Regions from separate parts of the Sus scrofa genome. Here region 1 is linked to region 2. Evidence: chromatin contacts called from public Hi-C data. All regions are on one chromosome and are shown on one strand. Each heading gives the region's core, a stretch centred on a gene start, on an enhancer-like site or on the middle of the called end of the contact. The rest is flanking DNA. Distances are from core to core; before and after follow the strand shown. Region 1 has its middle 140 kb from the start of PHACTR1. Region 2 has its middle 42 kb from the start of EDN1.

Evidence for each region. Hi-C and Micro-C count contacts between places; a contact is called where the count stands out from the background.
Region 1: a contact with region 2 is called in a Hi-C map of liver, with 3 times the contacts expected there. The contact joins two enhancer-like sites. A contact is called at or near these places in 1 of 5 promoter capture datasets (liver) and 2 of 47 Hi-C or Micro-C datasets (both in liver).

Annotation. Positions count from the first base shown.
Region 1 is chr7:8,959,705-8,963,883 of Sscrofa11.1, forward strand. No RefSeq gene overlaps it. Among named protein-coding and RNA genes, the nearest start is that of PHACTR1, 140 kb to the right of the region's middle. Within about 2 kb of position 1,852, at least 11 of the 83 cell types and tissues checked have an H3K27ac peak or open chromatin away from gene starts, as enhancers often do. A contact at or near this core is called in liver, where this site is marked.
Region 2 is chr7:8,791,987-8,796,357 of Sscrofa11.1, forward strand. No RefSeq gene overlaps it. Among named protein-coding and RNA genes, the nearest start is that of EDN1, 42 kb to the left of the region's middle. Within about 2 kb of position 1,620, at least 8 of the 83 cell types and tissues checked have an H3K27ac peak or open chromatin away from gene starts, as enhancers often do. A contact at or near this core is called in liver, where this site is marked.

The DNA.
Region 1 (4,179 bases), core at 602-3,101, 170 kb after region 2:
AGCATTGCCTTTCCAAAGACATTCCAGATCATGTCTTTTAGGCTTTTCTCTAGTAATGTCTTACTTGAAAATAGCATGATTTCACTTGAAGTCCAGTTTGCTTTATGAGGTCTAGGGGATCCCGCTAGGCAAATTCAGATTTAGTTGGGTGCTAGTAGCCACAAAACCAAGGATTTCTGGATGTGATGTCCCCTGAATGTTTATTCCTTATTCTTATAGCGGGGATGTCCGCCAGGTCATTGGGCAACTCCAAAATGATTTTTTGTTTGATTTTTGCTTTTTAGGACAGCACTGGTGACATATGGAGGTTCCCAGGCTAGGGGCTGAATCGAAGCCATCAGCCTACTCAGGATCTGAGCCATGTCTGCAACCTACACCACAGCTCACGCAACGCCAGATCCTTAACCCACTGAGTGAGGCCAGGGGTCGAACCCACAACCTCATGGTTCCTAGTCAGATTCATTTCCTCTATGACACAAGAACGCCCAAAATGATTGTTTAAAGCAAGACAATGTGCTTATGTGGTGAACTGTACCACGCAGAGCCCAAACCTGAAGATTGACACTTAAAGCTTGACAGAAACATTCCTTTTGCAGTAAAATAAACACTTTTCCCGTCTCCTAGATAAGATGAAGTAATTTTTTGATTAATCCATATGGTCTGTCCTCTTGCCTAAAGACAACAATTTTCCAGTTCCCTTCCTCCAAGTCTTCATTATCAATAAATGCCTGTGATATCAGCGGAGAGCGTGTTTAGCCCACACATCCGGCTGGTATCTTAATTGCAATAACGTCTTGTCACAAACAGCCGGAGCCGCGATGTATGGAAACACTCGATTCTTTTTCTCTCCTTCCCGTGCTCCCCCCATCCTTCCAATCGCCTTCTCACCCTTCCAGCCTCATGGAGCGGGAGCCGGGAAAGTCTTGCAGCATTCCTGAAAAGTTACATAAGACACCACAAAGTAGATAACATTGTATGTTTCAAGTTCAAAATGCAGAATGTTTATGCCTGCAGGGAGAGAAGAATGAAAGAATGTCCCTTTCAGGAATCCTATCTGAAATGACTGGGAGGCTGACAAGTGTGTCCCTTATAGGAAAATGATGTTTAAGGACGTTTGCGGGTTCTTTACCACCCGGTAAATGGCAAGTTCTTTGCTCCTTAAGAATAAATAATAAGGATCTAAGCAAGCATCCATGTGACAGCCAGTGAGGCTGAGATTTCCAAAGTTTCCTTTGAGGCAGGGGCCATGGAAGGAGGGTTTTATTTTTTTAATCAAATTTATTTTTTATTAGCATATAGTTGATTTATGGTGGTGTGTCCATGTCTGCTGTACAGCATGGTGACCCAGTCATATCTATATATACATTCTTTTGCTCGTATTATTTTCCATGAAGCTTAATTTTAGATCCAAGAGCAGGATCTTTGTGCTGAGAACTAGGCTTCTGTTAATGGTATGGAAGGAAAGGGACAGAGAACCCCAGTCTTGGCTTGGCATGAAAGAAAGGCAAGCCAAGTTTGCTCCTTGGCATTTGACCAAGTTTCTAATGCCTAACTTGGAGATAAGGAGTTAGGTCTGTCCCATACTCAAGTCTTCATCACAGCTGCCCTTTCCCTCTGGCATAATACAAGCCTTCTCTGAGAACAGAAGTAACTGTGCTGTGACTTAGAAGAGGAGGTCATTTGGTTCGAAAATGGGGGCATCAAAAAAGAGAGGTTTAATGTGTAAACAGATTTGCCCAAATCAATATGCCACACAAAGACGGTTCTTCCTAGCCCTCTTGAACTTGCCCTTCCCTTTGGCGAGGTCAGTCGCAGTGGACACGCAGCCCCGCAGCTGATTCCAACACATTGCAACAGTCTCCAAGGCAACGCCGACTGAAGGTCATCCCAGTGCTGCCTGATTTCCAGGAAGCTTCTGGGCGCTCTGTTCTTTGTGGTCTGGCATCACGATGGAACATTTAACCTGAGCACATGTGGAGGAGGCTGGTTGGTTCCGACAGACTCTGCATTCTTTTCTCTGGTGGGTCAGGTGTGTGAACAAAGCTTGGCCCCCACCTATAATGTAAATATTTTTGAAAGGTTTGTAGCGTGTGGACATGACCTCTGCCCAGTGCACTTACCACCCATCGAGATAAGTAACAACAGGAGGGAAATGTGGTAAAAGCATCTTCCTTCATTCGCTTGGGAGGTAAGGGGGCGACTTGGAAAAACGAGGAATTAAAGAGGAAAGAACAACACGCAAAGGTTTGGGGTTTCTTTTCTCTCCCCATCAACCCTTATTCTTACTGTTTCTCTGCCATCTTGCTGAGTTTATGTATTTTATGTCTTGTAATAGAGTTATGTTATGGGTAGGATTGAGGAGTGCCGAATACAACTGAAATAAATGTGTTTATTTTACCAATGAGTCTTATCACGGCAAGGACTCCCCTTTATTTTATTTTTATTGAAATACAATGGGCATGCAAAAAAAAATATATATATATATATTTAATGTATACATCCTTTTTTTTTTTTTTTTTTGTCTTTTTAGGGCCGCTCCCATGGCATACGGAGGTTCCCAGGCTAGGGGTCCAATTGGAGCTGGAGCCTCCAGGCTACACCACAGCCATGGCAGTGTGGGATCCAAGCCACATTCTGTGACCTACACCTGCAGCTCACAGATCCTTCACCCACTGAGTGAGACCAGGGATCGAACCCTGGTCCTCATGGATGCTAGTTGGGTTCGTTAACTGCAGAGCCACAATGGGAGCTCCTATTGAATGTATACATCTTGATGAGTTTGACACGTCTTCCTCTTTATGTTAAAGAATGTCTCAGCCAGGTTTTTCTTGCATGAGTACTTAATATCATTGATGCTATTTATTCTTGCATGTTTTCATCAAAAGTTGACAGAACCCAGAGTCCCCCTTGTGCCTCAGCAGTAACAAACCCAACTAGTATCCGTGAGGATGCAGGTTTGATCCCTGGCCTCGCTCAGTGGTTAAGGAGCCAGCATTGCCATGAGCTGTGGTGCAGGTCACAGGCATGGCTCGGATCTGGTGTTGCTGTGGCTGTAGGCCAGCTGTAGGGCAGCAGCTACAGCTTTGATTGGATCCCTAGCCTGGGAACTTCCATATGCCATGGGTGCTGCCCCCAAAAGACACACACACACAAAAATTAGCAGAGTCCCTTCTAAGCACCAGACACTGTGCAGAGCCCTGGGGCAAGGAAACGGGAATTACATGCAAGCCCTGTGGAAGTCAAGAGGAAGCAATTGACCAATTCTGATGGACAGTGCGGTGTAATGGTCTCGAAGGGATGACCTTGAAGCACAAAGGAATCAAAGGATCCTTAACCAGGAAAGATCATAGGCCTCTCTGTAGCTCAGTTTCCTCATCTGTAACATGGGCACAAAAATACTTCCTATCGCATCTCAGGAATTGAATCCTGTCTTAAAGTGCCTGTCTTCTAGTTGTAACTCATTCCTGGTCCAGCAAGTGTAGGGAGTTGCCCATTTGGTCCCTGAGTTGCAGTGACTCCCAGTGCTGAATGGGGAGGTATTCTAAGTAGAGATGAAAGGGGAGTAGGGTTTTCCTCATTTATTAGGACTGATTCTCCCTGTGGCATCCATTGCTTTGTAGGGTTAAATTAGACAGAGATGCGGTGAGTCTTCTTCAGCTGGAAAGGAACCAGGTCCTGGGCAGAATGTGGCTCACAAAATCTCTAGACATTCTAGGAGTTCCCGTCATGGCTCAGTGATTAACGAATCCGACTAGGAACCATGAGATTTGGGGTTCGATCCCTGGCCTTGCTCAGGGGGTTAAGGATCTGGCATTGCCGTGAGCTGTAGTGTAGGTCACAGACACGGCTCAGATCTGGCGTTGCTGTGGCTGTGGTATAGGCCGGCGGCAACAGCTCCAATAGACCCCTAGCCTGGGAACCTCCATATGGTGCAGTTGCGGCCCAAGAAAAAAAGAGAAAAAGATTATAAGAAAAAAAAAACCTCTAGACATTCTAAAAGGCATAAGAATGTGAACTCTCATCTGTGTAGTGTTTTACATCCAGACAGATCCAAGTGCAAAAAATGCAGGTGTAATTCACACAACCAACAAGAGTCAATATCGCTTCTATAAACAGGATCCTCTACTCCATGGTTCCACCTCAAGTTGCCACATCTCAACACAGTAGCTCACACAAAGG
Region 2 (4,371 bases), core at 370-2,869:
AGACACCCAGATATCTGACACTGACCTTCACTCACAGCAGAGAAAAACATTAATAAATAGGGTGTCCTAAGTCTTTCTTTCTTTCTCTCTCTTTTTTTTTTTTTTTTTTGCCTCTTCTAGGGCTGCTCCCGTAGCATAGTTCCCAGGCTAGGGGTCGAATCAGAGCTGTAGCCACCAGCCTACGCCAGAGCCACAGCAGCATGGGATCCGTGCCTCATCTGCAACCTACAGTACAGCTCATGGCAATGCTGAATCCTTAACCCACTGAGCAAGGCCAGGGATCGAACCTGCAACCTCATGGTTCCTAGTCAGATTTGCTCACCACTGCACCACAACGGGAACTCCCCTAAGTCTTTCTTTTAGTTCTTGCCAAGCTTGCCCTCCACCCTGGTCTCCTAGAAACAGTTATTCCCTTGCTCTTTGGGTTCTTATTCCTGCATGCCTCTAAAGGAAGTTTGGTCTTTGTTTGCTTGCATCTGACTTTTGTGATGAAAAATAGGGAAAGTAGAGAGACAAAGTGGTAAAGAAATTGAGAGAAAGCCAGGGGCGGAAGGAAGGAAAAGAAGAAGGAGCCTACAAAGCCGGGGCCAGAGGAGGCCGTGTCTGTGGAGGGCGGGAATAGTGAGTGGGGGCTTAGAGTTTAGAGTTTCCTGAACAGCAGGTGTATAAGGGAGCTGGAGAGCAGTGGACAGGAGTTTTAAGAAGGACTTCTGAGGGTTGCGAATTAGACTTCCCTCCTTAAAAGTTCCCCAAGAGATGTATTAATGCTTGCAATTACATTCAATTTTTATCAGTGGCTACACACGGTTTCTCTGAATAGAGCAGCAGCTCAGGAAGAGGCCACCTAGAGCCCTGATTTTTTAGAGGAGCTGCACAATCGTTTTTACAAGCATTTACTGAACACCTATTTTGTCCTAATGATGCAGAGACAAACAAAAGGGCAAGAGTTTATCATCAAGAATCTTACCAAACAGGTGTCTGCCCTCCTGCCTGGAATGATTGCCAGACCTTTGCCCCTCTTGCCTGTTTGCTCTGTGGATCTGCACCCAGTAGGAAGCAAAACAAAACAAAGTCAAGGTTGCTGCCATGGGAGGGGTGGACTCTAACCCACAGCGCGAAAAAGCACTGAGAGGCCGCTGAACTCAAGCTCTTCATTTTACAAATAAGGAAAAGGAAAGCAGAGGATGAGGCGGCTGCCCCAGGTCGTGGTGCAGAAGGACCCCGACAGGCACTGGAAGTACCTCCCCCTGACCTTCTGTCTTCTCTCAGAGGGGGCCTCTCAGGCAGTGCTGGGGCCTGTCTGGGGGACCCCTGCCTCCCCATCACCCCATCTCCCTGATCTAGAGTGGGAGCCGACCCCAGTTGTCAGGGACTTCCAGCGGGCTGGGAAGAAGCTGGAGGCTGGAACCCACTGTTGCCATGGAGAAGGTCTGTGATGCTGGTCCCAGCCTCCCCTGGAGGCAGCGCGGGGGCCTCTGGGCTGCGCTCAATTCCTGCCTCCCCGGGGATTCTGGGGTCGGTGGCGCCACCTCCAAGCAGGCCAGAGGGCCGTGGTCACTCGGTGTCGCGTTTCGTGGAGGGGAGGTGGAGGTGGGGGTGGCTAAAGAGACTCTGCTCTCTTCTGGGGAGTGTGGACATCTGCCTCTCCCCACAGCCCCATCCGCGGGAGGTCCATTCAGTGAGATAAGTTGACACTTGGGAAGATCAAAGGTCATCGAGTCAGCGGCAATTCGCTCCGGTGATTTATCAGCCGTGGGGGTTTGTTGAGGTGGAAAAAGAAAGGACAGTTCTGTGTGAGATGCCACCAAAATGCTGCCTTCTTCTGGAGGCTGGGCAGGCGGCAGTGCCCTGTCCCGGGCCATTCGTCCCTGGTTCCCTTGTTCCTTTGGCACAGGGAGTGAAAGTGCTGCACTGGGTGATCACTCTCAGCCGGGCAGGGAGCCTGCCGCCTCCCTGGGATGCCCACACCCTGGCTGGGACGAACGGTCAGGTCAGGAGCAGGAACTGGGATGGGGGCCGACTTTGCTGTCCCCAGTCCTGTGGGTCTGCTAAGTCCTGACCACTGCAGGGGGCGGGGGAGCTGGTCCTTTTTCTTCTTCACTTTCTCTCAGACTCAAAGGGGCTCTGCCCCGTGCTGCCTCCAGAACGGTTAATCAGGGTGATGCCCTGGAGCCACCGTGCCCTGGGGACACCCGACTGTGGGCCAGTGTGCACAACTGTGACCTCAGCCTTTCCCATCCGCTCCCAGAAATGCAGGCCATGCCAGTGAATTTATTACATGATCCTGAAGGAGTCACTCAGTGTCTCTGGCACTCGGTTTCCCCACCTGTCAATCATTACCTCTGTCCAATCAAAATAGTCCAGACATTTTCCCAATCATGCTTCCTGCCACCATCAGCCCCCTCTCTGTATCAGAAGTCCTGGGGACATTTATTTAAAATATGTGTACATGTAAAATGGCATATGATAGCACTTATATCTGGAATCTAATATACAGTGCAAATAAACGTTTTCACAGAGAAGAAACTCATGGACTTGGAAAACAGACTTGGGGTTGCCAAGGGGGAGGGAGAGGGAGTGGGATGGACTGGGAATCTGGGCTTCATAGATGCAGACTATTGCCCTTGGAGTGGATAAGCAAGGAGATCCTGCTGTGTAGCACTGGGAGCAATATCTAGTCACTTGCGATGGAGCGTGATGGAGGATGATGTAAGAAGAAGAAGGTATATATGTATGGGGGACTGGGTCATCTTGCTGTGCAGTAGAAAATGGACAGAACACCGTAAACCAACCATGATGGAAAAAATAAAAACCATTTTTAAAAACACCTCTATTTCCAAACCAAACCAAACCAAACCAAAACAAAAACCCTTCAAAAAAATAAATGAAAAAATAACATAAAAAGTAAATAAAATAGAATAAAATAAAATAAGTGTATATGTCATATGGATTCACTTTGCTCTACACCTGAAGCTAACACAACAGTGTTAAGTCAACTGTGCTCCAATAAAATTTAAAAATAAAAATAAAATATGGGTTCGGAGATCCCATTTGATTTAATGGTGCTGGGATGGGCCCAGGCATCTGAACAGCCAGCAAACTCCCGAGGTGACATTTCAATGCATTTTGCTTCTCTTGGGCAGCTTTCATGAATAAAAATGTACATGCTTGAACTCACTCCTTCCACATTAATTAAGCATCTGCGTGGCAGGTCCTGGACTGGGGGCTGCAGTCACTGAATGATTCTGTCCTCAAATCCTCAGTCAAGGGGCTCAGCCAAGTAACCCAGGTCCTGTGAACCTGTGACCCCAGAGAATGGACACATGGCTGTGGAGTGGGGGAGTGGCACCGAGGCCGCAGGAAGGGGCTGTTGGTGAGGTCAGAGGGGAGGCTGTTTGGGGTCGAGGGACAGCATCACATTTATTGGGAAAAGAGGTGAAAAGCCAGGCTTAGCAAAGAGCTAGAACATGAACTTTCTTTTCTTTTCTATTCTTTTCTTTTTTTTTTTTTCCTTTTCTAGGGCCACTCCTGCGGCATATGGGGGTTCCCAGGCTAGGAGTCCAATCAGAGCTGTTTTTGCCGGCCTAAACCACAGCCACAGCAACGTGGGATCTGAGCCGCGTCTGCAACCTACACCCCAGCTCACAGCAATGCCAGATCCTAACCCACTGATCAAGGCCAGGGATGGAACCCGCCACCTCGTGGTTCCCAGTCAGATTTGTTAACCACTGTGCCACGACGGGAACTCCTAGACCATGAATTTTCTAAGGAGTTTGGACTTTATCCTAAAGCGTCAAGTCTTTTTTTTTTTTTTTTTTTTTTCTTTTGTACAGGAGTGACGAGCTTTGTCTTTTATCTCCCTCCCCTTTTAACCTAAGAAAAATACACAATCATTTCTGCCAGCCCGGTCCCCACCCCACAGTAAACATGGCCCTGGGTTTGGGGCTGGATGCTCTTGAGTGTCACTTCCTCACCACTCCCCTTCCAGTAATGAGGAAAACCCAGACGCATGGTCCTCAAATGCCAGCTGAATATCTGAGTCCGTATCTTCCCTAATTCTACCAGGCAGGGACTCTGAAACGTCTCACTGACTTCTAGCGACTTTACACTGGCTTGGTCAAAAAGCATTCCACCTGTTTAACCAGCTGGAATATGCAGTCGTATCTCATCCATCCCTAGGGGTTTAGCTGGTAACCTCAACCACACCAAAGAGACTGGGGAATAAGAGCATTACCAAACATATAAGGTCAATGCCATTAAATCTGTGCTCCAGACGTCATTGGGATGTATTCAGTTATTCAGTCCTTTACTGGAAGCTGATCTGCCATGTTAAACACAATTGGAACAAGCCTGGCATTTTTCATTTTCAGC